Linked DNA regions of Mus musculus: region 1 is linked to region 2. Evidence: chromatin contacts called from public promoter capture Hi-C data. All regions are on one chromosome and are shown on one strand. The core of a region is the stretch at or near the end of the contact, and the rest is flanking DNA. Distances in the headings are between cores, read along the strand shown.

Region 1 (3,916 bases), core at 678-3,177, 140 kb before region 2:
TCAAAATGATGGAATTGGTTTTTCTCCAGCGACTCTCAGAATTAGCACCTTATTGTCAACCATCTCCAGAATGACAGCCTGACCTGGGCACAGGTGACGGGTGCCTTAGACTCTTAGCACAACCTAGGCATTACAGAGCTCTGTGGCACTCACAGCGGAACTGTAATGATGCCACAGGCCTAGTGTCTGCCTTACCCTCCTCTTGCTTTCCGGGTTCATGGATTTGTCTCCCAGACCTTTGCTGCTGGGAGGAAAGAGAAGTCTGAGAGCTATCCATCAACCACACCAGGTGCTGAGAAAGCTTGGGAGGGAATAGTTGTGAACTTGGTCTGGAAGAAGAACAAGAGCTATGTCAGGAGCTGAGAGTTTGAGCAGAGCTGAGCAAAGGCTCAGTAGAGTGTGTGGCAATTGCCCACATACTATCTATCCCACACAGGCTGGAGATTCCCTGACTCATCTAACCCTCAAGACCAGAGGCTGGCACTTGCTAAGGCACTGTGGTGGTTTGAATATGCTTGGCAGAGAGAATGCCACTATTAAGAGGAGTGGCTTTGTTGGAATAGGTGTGCCCTTGTTGGGGTAAGTGTGCCACTATGGGTGTGAGCTTGAAGACCCTCATCCTAGCTGCCTGGAAGTCAATCTCCTAGTTGTCTTCAGATGAAGATGTAGTATTCTCAGCTCCCCCTGCACCATGCCTGCCTGGACATTGTCATGCTCCTGCCTTGATGATAGACTGAATGTCTGAACCTGTAAGCCAGTCCCAATTAAATGTTGTCCTTATAAGGGTTGCCTTAGGTCATGGTGTCTATTCCCAGCAGTTAACCCCTAACAAAGACAGTATTGTGCTTGCCCTGTCCCACAGGGAGCTGTCTTCCATTCAATCCCTATGCTTTGGCCATGTGGTCTTAGAGACCACAGACCATTCCTAGGAGAAAAAAGAGCCCTAAGTGTCCAGCATCTACCTACACGGCCAAAAGACACCAGGCCTACCTTTTTCATCTGTGGTCCAGGAAGTCCACCACAACCTGACTCACCATACTGGCCCACTGTCCTACCGAACCTTATCTACTCCATCTCTGGGTAGCCTTCTCTCCTTCCTTCTCCAATTGGCTGTACATTATCTTTTATGGGTATTTGGCATGGTTCTATGTAATGTAGCAGTCATCTCTCTTTGCACAGCAGTCTCTGAGGTCAGTCACAGTATCACATCTCAGTCCAGAGCATGTCTAAGGGATGAGCGATCTAGCTTCCTGTGGCTGGGAAACACTCCCTTACTCCTCCAGTGGGATTCTCCCAGATGCCATGCCTGGCTCAGGCTGGCATGTAGGACCCTTTTTATTTAATCACTTTGACAGTTGTTCCCCAAGGACTAGCTTCAGTCCCCACATACTTTAACAATGGCATAAGTACCCAGCTTGGCACAGATGACTTCTTGGAACATGTCCTCAGGCCGCTCTGTGTCCACTTTACAGATGGACAGCAGACTCAGAGACAATTAATGATGACAAGTTCAAGATAACACTGCTGATAAATGTCAGGGAAAGGATTCCAACCCAGGCCATTTGGCTCCCCCTGAGCCTTTGCCTTTGCTTTTATGGCCCCTTCCCCAGCCACATTTACAAGAGGGCAGGAAGATCTGCATTCGGTGGAGTTATTGCTCACTCTAAAAGTTAACCTTTAACCCTTTTCGCTACACAAGAGTTTCTTTTTCTAACCACCGAGGCCAACACAGAACAGCTTCCAGGGCTAGACATTCAGCACTACGTGCAGCAAGTCACCTAATCCTCCTGACTTCTTGAAGAGCTGGTTTATTATCCTGTTGGGAGGGGCCCTCTGCACTTATGCGACTTCTAGGGCTGGGATGCCTTGCCTATGGGGAAACGCCTCTTTCTGCCACCTTATAAATGTCTTCAGAGGCCAAAGGGAGGTCTTTCGTGGCACAGCTTCCTCCCTAGGCGTGAGACTCCGGCTCCTTCACTATGAGACTTCTAGCCCTTTCCGGTCTGCTCTGCATGCTGCTCCTCTGTTTCTGCATTTTCTCCTCAGAAGGTAACCTGCCCCTGGGCATTGACTCCGTGGTCTGGGAAGGTTTTGAACAGAAACTAGTGGGGCATAGGTTCCAGCAGACAGTCCTGTGAATTGTGCAGATATTTTGTTCACAACAGTGCCTAACGAATAGCTTGGGAACTTCAGACTTTATAGCTTTTATGTGCATCTCCCGTTCCCAAAGATGCTACAGGCCTACTGTGTAAACAGAATTTTGGCACCAGATGTGTAAACGGAAGACGTTGCAGTTCCAAGGTACAGTAAAAGGGAAGGTGCTTACGGTAGATACAAGGTAAGTACAGCCAGAGGCATCTGGAAGAGTCTGGAGCAGAGAGAGGAAGTAGTACACTAAACATAGCCAGCAGACAGAACTTGATCGTGAGAGAAAAAGGGAAGAGGAAGGGCAAGAGAGGAGGAAGACAGAGAATTTAGGCTAAGGAAGCCAAGAAGGAGAGGGCCAAGAGAGGAAGACAATAGACAGCACGCATGGCTGAAATGTCATGCTTACGTGGGAATGAAAAGTTGGGGAAGAGAATCCCGTGGTTTGGAGAAATTGAGACTAGAGGGACAGGATGAGAAGAATTGAGACGAGCCAGAAGTTGTTACCCTGAGAAGTCCTGGAGCCTGTATGCACTTTGGTGTCCTAGCAGGCTCCACAGACAGCCATTTGTCTCTTCTGAAAGTAATAAGGAAATGGCTGCTTTGGTTGAGGAAAACAAGTGCCAGCTTTTGGGAGAGTGGAGTTTCCCTTGGACCTGACAACTATATAAAGTTGCATACAGTGTTGCATTTGTAACAGTGTAAATGAACAATTGGCCATTTAAACTTGAGGATTTCAAATCCTGCACAGAATGCTCCACATGCAGAAGGAATGAAGTTATGTACAATAGGGGGATATATGTGTGGGAACATACATGGTCTTTTCATCCCTGTAGAGAAGAATATTTATACCTGCTGCCTTTAAGATTCATTATTTTATTGATGTGACTGTATGCGGATATGCCACATGTGAGCGGATGCCCTCAAAGGCCAGAAGTGGGTGCTAGACTTCCTGCTGTGGAGTTACAGGTGGTTATGAGCCACTGGACTTGAGTTCTTGGAACCAGACTTGGGTCCTCTGGAAGAACAGCAATCGCTCTTCAAGCCTGAGTCACCTCCCCATGCCCCTACTGCCTTTGTTCATTCTAAAAGCTGCGTATTGGAGTATTTTTCCTACTTAATCCTCTATTTCCTTTTTTCATATCGATACTTATGATTTTAACTCTTAGTGAACATAAAAGATTAAAATAAAAAAAAACTCCCCTCACAATATTACTTAATCACTCACAATAGTGATGGTTGACTTCAGTCCTGTACAGGATCCTCCCTGAGTAGTTGGGTTACGGAAAGCATTTGCTTTTAGTTTTGGTTGTTTGATTGGTTGTTGTTGCTCAAGTTTCTACAGTGAAAATGCAACTTCTATAAAGAAAACAATGACTAGTTTCTTCAACACAGCCCACAGCATTGCCATTTAACAGAGCCTTATATTGGGACAATTTCAAGGTCACCAATTTGAGTCTAGTGGAAATCCAATGGGTATGGTGCCTTTGACCTTAAACCTTTCCCCCCATTTAGGATTGTATCCTGCAGCATCAGGGTATAGCATTCCTCAACAGATATGTATGTGCACAACTTGACATCCTATGAGTGTTCATTCATGAATTCATGTGCTCACACACATACATACATACATACACACACACACTATATTAAGTATGCAGTCGCAAAAGCTTTGTGTAACACTACGATGTTTCCTGGATTTAGGATGTTTTTCTTAGACTACAGATCTGGGTTATCAGTCAGAATTAACGTCTAAGCACAAAGACATTTC
Region 2 (3,754 bases), core at 83-2,582:
TCTTTTCCATCTCTCAATTTAGATTGTAGCGTAAAGTCCAAAGCATATTTAGCAACCTCATCGCATGAGTGTTGTGTTTGAATCTGAGGTCTGGAACTGGTGTTTGCTCTCTTAATGATTTACTTAATCTAAAAAGAAACATACTGCATGAAGCCCTAGTCTTTTCCAGCACTTTAAAGATACACATTATCATCCACAAAATTAAGTCTCCCTATCATTATTCTATTGACCAATTAAAGAGACAAGTAATAATGAAACAGGTAAAAAGGAAATTTACTCATTATGGCCACATAGGGAATTGGAGGAAGCAAAAGGGTACAGTTATCACCAAGTCCACCGTCAGGAGTACTGACCAGAGGTTTAAGTCTATATAGAGAGCTAGAGATAGTTGTAAATTGAGCACTCCTGCCTGGTTAAGGTGTGATAGGACTGACCTAGCACTGTTTCGGCTCACTCCGGTCTATCTTGCAAAGTGGTCTGAGAAGTTGTCAGAGCTACGAATCCTGGGAGGCAAGCTCCTTCTCTGGATAGCGCTAGGCCTTCAGTGTTGTTTCCATTTCTCCAGGATGAAAATACCTAAAATTTAAAACATTATTTGGAGTATAATGTTTCAACAGTCTGATGGCCTGAGGGGCGCTAGTGTCTCCTCCCCTACCACAGTGGTTATGTTAGTGGTCTGGAGGACAGGTGGAGACTTTCCAAGTTCTCTTTCAATATTATTAATTTCAGTTGAGCTGTTAGGGCTAGTGAGGAGACTAGGCAGTCTAGGGTCAGATAAATATCACCGTCAATGCTTTTAATAGACAGCCAGATACTGAAGGCTTTCATGATGGTGACTCTCAACGACTTGTCTGACCATCTAGGAAGGAGGGAGAGATGGCATTTGGAATGGGATTGGGATCCACAGCCTCATAAAATAGCTCCAATTCTCAGCTCTCAGTGTTTTATCGCAATCTCCGCTCAGATTCAGTATGCACGGCTGAGGCATAGCCAGCCACAGTCAGGCCAAAACAAGACGTAAAGTGGGGAAGTCATGCTTGCTCCAGTGTTCAGATCACTCCTGTCAGACTGGAGCCGGAGCTGACAGGTTTGGTTGTGGTCAAGCTGCACATTTGAATCCAGCCAAGAGACCGGAGTGAAAGGTTCAAGCCAGGAAAAGACCTGAGTCAGGGGGTAAAAAGGCAAGGTCAGTGGATCAGGGCGGAGCCTGCGAACGGCTGGCGCGAGGTTGGGGCGGGCCCGGAGGCGGGGTCTAGTCCAGTGAGACTCGCGCCTGCGCAAGGACAGACCGGGAGGCGGGGCCGCGCACGCGTAGTGCGAGGGCCCTGGAGGGCGGAGTCCAGGAGGGTGCCGGCCTAGGGAGGGGGCGCGGCGTCGGTGAAGTCCGGCGCTCCCGCAGGCCGAGGAGGCGATGCTGGCTGCTGCGGGGCAGGCGGCTGGACAGACCGGGATGTGACGGAACTGCCTCTCGCCTCTCTCCCATCCTCGGGCGGGCAGGTCGCTGGGCGACCGGCAGCCGGGCCGCGGCCGAGGAGGCAACGCGACCTCCGCACGGTGAGAGTCGGGGGTCAGGGCCGGGGTCTCGGGGCGCCCGAGGCTGCCTGGCTCCGGGGCGCAGCGCGGGCGGACGGAGGGCCGGGTGTCCTTGGCCAGCAGCGCTCTGGGACGACCCTCGGAGCCCCCGCCCCCTCTCCCGAGCCGCCTGCTGTGCAGCGGGCAGGCCGGATGCCCCTGCTCGGTGGTGCTGTGACGGGAAGGGGCCGCGGGATGCCCGGGCTGCAGCCTTCCTGCACCGGGAAATCAGGGCGAGGCAGAGATGCCCTGGGATTTCAAAGCCTGGATGCTCGCGTTGGTGAGGGAAAGTACCTGAGAGCCCGGAATGAGTGGGATTTTTTTTTTTTTTTTTTTTTTAAATCACTGAGTCAAAACAAAGACACGCCCTAAAACACGTCTTGAGAACTTTGGTGGATTACGGGGCGTCTGTAGGTTCAGGTGCTTTACGCCCCTCCTCTCCCTCTTTTGGACGTCTATTTTTATACATTTTTTTTAAAAATGTACCTACTTTCTTGACAAAGTAAAGGGAGGGGGCAATCCATTTGAGGTGGTCGTTGCTCGTAAAGCCTGATTTTGAATTTCAATAATTGCAAATTCATCTTTGCTGGCTACCTAGCCAATTAGGTTTGCTGATCATAAAATAGGCCTTAGCCATGGAAATGACTAGTGCACAGACTCTTCGCCGTTCAAGATTGGAATGCCCTGTTTCACTTAAGGAGAGAGAAAAACCAGGTGGTTCACGCCTTTATCCTGGCATTCAGGACGCAGAGGCAGGTGGATTTCTGTGAGTTCCAGGCTAACCTAGTCTACATAGCAAGCTTCAGAATAGCAAAAACTACCTGGACCTTGTCTCAAAAAACCCAAGCTGGGGGAGGACGGTTATGAATGAGAATAAGCATTTACCTTTTTTTTTTTTTTTCAGAGTAGCCGTTTGAAAAAGCATTTTTTTTGGGGGGGTCAAGAACATTAAGTATTAGTGAGACATATGTATTTAGACAGTTGATTAAAGTATCATCATTTAGATTAAAAAACTGGAATCAAATTTAATGCAAAGGATAACTATAAAGTATGCGTTAAAATGTATAGTGTATAATTGGTAAGGGATGTAAACGTTGATGAAGGGTTTGCATTGGATGAAGTCAGTCTTCTTTCCAGACTTTATTAATGTTTGTCTCTCTTAATTTGTTAGAGTGCATTGCTCTTCTCTTATATGGTGGTTTTCTTCCTTGTTCTCAGCAACACTGACCTCAGTCTCTAGGTTAAAAATACTTAACAACCCTTAACCTGTAATTTGTTCTGTTTCTTTAATACGTCATAACAAGAAAGCCAGAAGCCGCCCTTCGCGCAGGAACTTTTTTATTCTACCTTCCCTCAGGTAGAATCTTTTTGCTTGTTGCCATATTGCTTTTACTATTGTGGGTGAAGAAGAGAATTTTAATTTCATGGTTAGAATTCCTTCAGTCTTTTCCAGTTTCTGGTGCTTGTCTGCGTTCTCGTTTCGTCTACAGTTACACATGTCCTCTCCATGGGACTGTTTGCAGTTCACAGACGATGGCATCTTCCTTTGTTTCCTGGGTCCAGAATTGTCTTCCTAGTAAACATCTTGCATCCCCGCTAGAGCATTGAGCTTGAGTCTTGTCTGGGCATTTCATCTCTTGTTTTCACTGCTCCAGCAGCACCAGGCCACGCTGCACTGAGCAGTTCATCAATTAGGAGTTAACGATTTGCTGATATAGGTCTTCCCCAGGCTTCTGAGTTTCTTCTTATGTTTGCTGCTACAGCACATACTGCTAAAATCTATTTACTCAGTGCATTTTGAGGAAAGGGTCCAGGCTTGAGTGCAGATTTAAGATAAGCTAAATATGTTTGGACTCTCTTAGTACCAGAAAAATTGGAAGAAAAAAATCAGTATTTTAAAAAAATGACTTTTAGAGAAATTGTATGTACTGGTGTTTTACCTGCTATTCTGTGTGTGGGTGTCAGATCTCCGGGAACCAGAGTTACAGACGGTTGTAAGATGACGTGTGGTTGCTGGGAATTGAACTGGGGTCCTTTGAAAGAGCAGCCAGTGCTATTAACTGCTGAGCCATCTCTCCACCCCCAACATTACTACTTTTATTTGTTTAAGGATGAAATAAGAGCTGATACTGTTTGGGATGACATCCTGGTTATGAGAGGAAAAAAGTCGTTCTACTTGAAG

The links. Capture Hi-C pulls out chosen DNA fragments and counts their contacts.
Region 1: a promoter capture Hi-C map of adipose tissue shows a contact between it and region 2. The contact joins the promoter of 2610528A11Rik here to the promoter of Ccser2 in region 2. A contact is called at or near these places in 8 of 39 promoter capture datasets (the 3T3-L1 cell line, 3T3-L1-derived adipocytes, the C10 cell line and 4 more), 14 of 484 Hi-C or Micro-C datasets (B cells, CD8 T cells, the G1E-ER4 cell line and 10 more), 3 of 115 datasets of contacts at active chromatin or transcription factors (CD4 single positive thymocytes, bone marrow-derived macrophages and microglia) and 2 of 9 other capture datasets (adipose tissue and liver).

Annotation. Positions count from the first base shown.
Region 1 is chr14:37,108,112-37,112,027 of GRCm38.p6, reverse strand. 2610528A11Rik (RIKEN cDNA 2610528A11 gene) reads left to right here and starts at 1,927. Exons shown (of 3, transcript NM_001206684.1): 1 at 1,927-2,049. The coding sequence starts at 1,980.
Region 2 is chr14:36,966,342-36,970,095 of GRCm38.p6, reverse strand. Ccser2 (coiled-coil serine rich 2) reads left to right here and starts at 1,332. Exons shown (of 11, transcript NM_027045.1): 1 at 1,332-1,554.